Linked DNA regions of Zea mays: region 2 is linked to region 1. A link is a contact called in public Hi-C data. All regions are on one chromosome and are shown on one strand. Each heading gives the region's core, a stretch centred on a gene start, on an enhancer-like site or on the middle of the called end of the contact. The rest is flanking DNA. Distances are from core to core; before and after follow the strand shown. Region 1 holds the start of LOC100500990 (mitochondrial 2-oxoglutarate/malate carrier protein). Region 2 has its middle 7.2 kb from the start of LOC118472318.

What was found. Hi-C and Micro-C count contacts between places; a contact is called where the count stands out from the background.
Region 2: a contact with region 1 is called in a Hi-C map of tassel, with 4 times the contacts expected there. The contact joins the enhancer-like site here to the promoter of LOC100500990 in region 1. A contact is called at or near these places in 2 of 25 Hi-C or Micro-C datasets (endosperm and tassel).

The regions. Positions count from the first base shown.
Region 1 is chr6:142,108,308-142,111,007 of Zm-B73-REFERENCE-NAM-5.0, reverse strand. LOC100500990 (mitochondrial 2-oxoglutarate/malate carrier protein) reads left to right here and starts at 1,329. Exons shown (of 6, transcript NM_001397528.1): 1 at 1,329-1,624; 2 at 2,523-2,606. The coding sequence starts at 1,469.
Region 2 is chr6:142,274,044-142,276,743 of Zm-B73-REFERENCE-NAM-5.0, reverse strand. No RefSeq gene overlaps it. Among protein-coding and RNA genes, the nearest start is that of LOC118472318, 7.2 kb to the left of the region's middle. Within about 2 kb of position 1,298, at least 17 of the 20 cell types and tissues checked have an H3K27ac peak or open chromatin away from gene starts, as enhancers often do. A contact at or near this core is called in endosperm and tassel, where this site is marked.

The DNA.
Region 1 (2,700 bases), core at 80-2,579:
ACCTGCCACGTAAGTCGCTACTGACTGGCCATGAATTCTTGTGCACTGAGACGATGGCCGTTGCTGACGTTGTATGAGTGTCCTCGAACACGATGTATGTAGAGGAGTAACGCGTCCGGTGGTGCAACGACCAGGGGTACTACTTTGCTGATGAGCCCGGGGTGCACTTCGTTTTACAGCCCAGCCAAGAGTCATCAGTACTCGGTATGTCGCGCGCGTTCGACGACTACTATATCGAGGACTGTGGCGTCATCTTGGCGCCAGAGATAACGCAGAGGAGGACCGACAACAATGACCAGTTCGTCATCCTCGCCACCGTTGGGGTAGCTTTTGTGCCTGCTTGTCTTTAATTCTCTTCGCAAACACATACTTGCCTTTTTGTTTAAGCAAAAGCGTATGATGGTACGTGTCTGATGACTAATGATGTACGAGCGAATTTCTTCCGGTATGTGTGGAACGTGCTCTCCAATGATGAGACCATACAAATCGTGACATATATCGAAGTCTGCATGATACTGATGGTTGCAATATAGTGCTGAAACAGATAGATTATAAATAACAAAATCTATATATGGACAGAATCATAAATTGATTATGAAACATTTTCTCACAACGGTATAACACACATTTTGTATATAAGTTATCGTAATATACTGGTATTATATATTCTCGTTGCAACACACGAGCATTCAGCTATTTATATTATAATCTTGGAAAAAAACAATAGGCTTGTTTGGTTCAGCTTTTTTCTGACCAGCTTTTTTAAAAATCTAGCTGTGGGGAGAATCTGGCTGTGGGGAGAATCTGAGTATCATAGGGCTCAGGATCTAGAAAGTGACGGATTCCTACTATTACACCGACTCAACCATTATGTGTTTATGTTGATTTTAGATGATTTTTGCTCCAACGAATTTTATAGAAGCTGACTGAAAAGCTGAACGTTTGGTAGTCCGCAGCAGCTTTTGGTGGCCAGAAGCTGCTAGAAACCGAAACAAACAGGCCCAATGTTTCGTTGTGACGTAAAGGGCGACACGGGCGCGGACGTGAACCCCGGTGCGGCGCCCCCTCCGTGGTCCACACTCGACTCCGCCTTCCACCGTAGCCGCAAGTTGGATCTGTCCTAGGAGCCCACTCCGGCACTACCGATTCGCACTCCTGCATAGACCAAGTCCCGTACACCACCTCCTCCTAGGCTACCCACGGCCACATTTGGACCCCGCACCGTCCGTGCACCGCGCCCACACGCCGAAACGGCGATCCCACACGCGACGTCGCCCACGAGGCCGCGGCGCACCTTGCCTGGCCGCAACAACCATTTCTTCTTCCTTTTTCTATATCGCGTTACGTCCCTACCCAGCGATCTAGGCCGCCGCCTCTCCTACTGCATCTCCCTCGCTCTCGTCGCCTCGTTCGCTTCGCCTCCGCCCCGCCCCGCCCCGAGCAGAGCGCAGCCCTATCCGGAGCTGGGATGGCGGACGCGAAGCAGCAGCAGCAGCAGCAGCAGCAGCCACAGCAGGCGGCAGCGGCAGCCACCGGCGTGTGGAAGACGGTCAAGCCCTTCGTTAACGGCGGGGCCTCTGGGATGCTCGCGACCTGCGTCATCCAGCCTATCGACATGGTCAAGGTACCGTATCACCGCACCGCTCTGTCACTCCTCCACTCGGCTTCCTTCACAGTGCTCGTGTGTGAGCTGGTGAGGCGGGATCGGGGCGTGGCGGCCTTAGATCTACGGGAATGGGGTTGCTTGCCGCGTGAATCAGTCGGTTAGATGCTTACCTGCGGAGTTTGCCCCTTTTTGGTTGGATCTGATGAATCGAGCGTGCCCTTGGGGTCAGCGTAGTGGAACTAAGCTTGCTGTTAGGTATTTTGGTGCGGCTAGCTTTAGATCCGTCGGAATTGCCATGACTGGATCAAGCATGCGTGGGTTGCTGGGAACTGAAGTTGTTCCTTTTCTTGGCCGCGCGATCTGTTTGTTAAGGATGGCACATTTCGCTTGCTGTAGTTACTTGGTTCCATGGGGATCGGTTTGTGTGCCGCGATTTTAATTGATGTGAGGTGGCCATCTGTGCGTTGCTCCTTGGTTCTCTTTTGCGAAGATCGGGATATCTATGGAGGTTGTTAGCTAGCCATTTGATGGTTTTCATTTCTAGTAGGTGGTTGTTTTTTAAGATGCCCTCTGATTTCCTCTTAGAAGAAGATACTAGTTTTTTATTGCCTCTATGTTTGAATGGAGTTGAGCAAATGTAAATATGTTAAATACAATTGTAGTTTCTTGGTGAAAATGTACTCGTTGAAAAATGTAAATATGTTATCATAATACCGTCGATGCTTCAACCTAAAAGAACCTTAGGTCGTAGGTAAAGGGAACCACATGTTTTAACTTCTGTCGCAACTTGAAAATTGGCTTAATAGATGTCACTGTTGAAAGTCTTGATGTCATGCCTTTTTGGATCTTTATACTCTAGGGCTCTTTGCACGTGGAGCCCATCTTGTATTAATTCTTATTATTGTTTTGGTTTCAGGTGAGGATCCAGTTGGGTGAGGGCTCTGCTGGTCAGGTCACAAGGAACATGCTTGCAAATGAGGGTGTCCGTTCTTTCTACAAGGTTTGTTTTGTTTTCCTGGGTGCTCTGTAACTTCTCCTTGTACAAAGTTCTAATACTTGTAACTTTGTTACTGACCCAATGCTATTGCAATTCA
Region 2 (2,700 bases), core at 49-2,548, 170 kb before region 1:
TGCTCCACCAACTCCATCAAATTTCTTAGAGCTAGAGCTATACCAAACAGTGCCTGAGAAAGGAGATGGCTCAACTGCTCGTAAGTAACCCTCCTCTATTAGGCTCTCGATACCTGAGAGGCAAGCTTAAGAAGGCGAGGGTTGCTGTCGCTAGAGTGTTTGGTGACTTGACTAGAACTAGGGGTGGTAAATGAATCACAATCCGTTTCTTCATAATAAGTTAGGGCTCTTAATTAATTTTAGTTCAAAATAAATAGAAATAGAGCTTGATCCTAAGCCGATTCGTTCATCTTAAATTTTATAGTGTAAAATCTAAAGTCCATTAGACTGTGTCTAGCAGATTATCCATATGGTTACCTAAAATACAGTTTTGCACTATTTTACATAATGGAGTTTGAATATGGTGATAGAGATGAGTAAGCTGCTCCACTCCTAACCAGAATTATGGAATTCTCCTTGGACAAATCACTATTAGCGATCATTCCAAACCTTAGCTTAAGACCAATAGGAGTCCCAAGGCAAGACTAGAAGTGTGAAATCCTGTGTGATGAAAATATTGTGTTAGTTAACATTAGAACATTGCTTTAAAATTGGCATAGGCTTTGCAAGTGATTATTAACATAATTTGGAAGTAATGTATGTGTGCAAATATATGTTTTGATATTGATGTAACACACTTGGTGCTGTGTTTTTTCTTAGATTAACCTTAAATCAAGTCGTGGGCTTGCCCTCGTACTCGGTTGTATGGATTATTGATATCGAGGTGTTGGTTGAGGCAAAATGGGCCGGTGGCGACGATGAAAACTAGTTTCCTCTATTAAGTAGAGAGGTGATGAGGTACGGAAACTAAGTTTTACTTTTATGTATTAAGTAGAGAGGAAATGAGGTACCAAAACTAAGTGAGGTACGGAAACTAAGTTTTACTTTTCTGTGTTAAGTGGAGAGGAAATGAGGTACCAAAACTAAGTTTTGGGACTAAGTTTAGGAACAAATTAACTGAGGTTCTTGATCAAAGATGATGTGTGAGATGTTTCATACTGTTGCAAATGACCATCGCGTGTGTTGTAGATATATATGAAATGCCTAGAAAGGAGAAAAAAGAGGAAAAAATGAAAGAAAAAGAAAAGTAAAAAGGGGGGAAAATTGATTGCCAGTCTGGGTCACTCGGCCGTGAGTGCGTGTGAAGCACCGGGCCAAGAGCTGGCGGATGCAACCAAAACCGGACTGGCCTTGCTCTCTGTGCGCGTGCGGCACAACAGAGGGGTTTGGGGCAGCCCACTCGGCGGCCATTCCACAGGCGGCCCAAGATGAAGGTGCCGGCCCAGGACTATTGGCGCGGAGGGCGCCCTGTCAGCTGGAGCGGGCGCGACCTATGACGTGAAAGTAAAGGCGGCCTGCTGCGTGGAGGAGCGAGGCCCAGCTGGGCGTCGGCCCGCGTGAAGGGGTGCACCCAGGATGGGAGAACGCGGCCTAAGTCAGCCGCTGGTGGTCCAAGAGAAATTCGTGTTCGAGGGAGATATTCGTTCCTTTAGTTTTGTTTTGTTTTGTTTTGATTTGAGAGATATTTAGGCACTAGATTAGATCTATTAAAAGATTAATCTAGGATTTTTAGAGATCTTGAGGAACTCATTGATTCTTTTATAAAACAGCTTATATATATAAATATTGGAGATTAATGTGTTGATTATGCAAGATGTGGTAATATCGTTCATCTCGCTTTGTTCATTGATTGTATTGTATGTCTAGATTTTGATTCTAGATTGACTTGGTAAATTCAGTTGTTTATATTATATTAGATCATTTAGATCGTTTATAGAGCATAAAACTAGTGACCTGCAATAGTTTGCAATATTAATCATTTAATGGTTCTTGATTGGTTAAGAAATTAGAGGTTGATTAATTTTCTGTCGTACTCTAAAACAACATTATTGTTTTGTTATCCGTAAAAGTCCAGGCGATGCGATTCCAGTTAGGTTAGTTCCATAACTTTATATAGTTTATGGTAGTTTATAGGGCACAAAACTAGTGACCTGCAAAGTTCGGAGTATTAATCTCATAGTCATGAAGCAACTAATCGTCGTAATATGTAGACAGTCACACGGTTTGCTAAGACCGTGATATATAGACGGTCAGACGGTTTGCTAAAAAGAGAAAGAAACCAGATAAAAGAAACACGAGAACAGGTAGAGACAAATAAGCTAAGTGTTGAACAACATTTGTGGCATTAGGCACGGTCCGACCGCGTAGTTGGACGGTCCGCGATATGAATAGATCAGGTGGATCAACTCTTTTCTCCACGCGTGTTTATCCCTCTAAACTCGAGGGAGTTATTGGAGGACGCCCCGACCCCCTTATACATTTGAACGACCGATTGAATTATCAACAATCGAATCAAATCAAATCATAATATCTTCCGTTCCTTTACTTTTTGTCCTAGGAGTAGACAGTAACATAGTCCTTTTCACCTCAATCTTCACCTCTTCGATTCTAAGTTGTCTGGAGGCGTCTTGGATGGCCTGTCGATCCCAATATAAGCCATAGGATCTCTCCTCCCTGATGGGTCCCGGACGGTCAGATCCAGGTGATGTGGCCGAACGCCGCCGCCTCTGCGCACACGCGGACCATCCGGCTCAGCACAGAGAAGACTTCGCTCCTGTCACAGTCGCAGACCATCCGCGCTGTCGCAGAGAGCATCGTCGC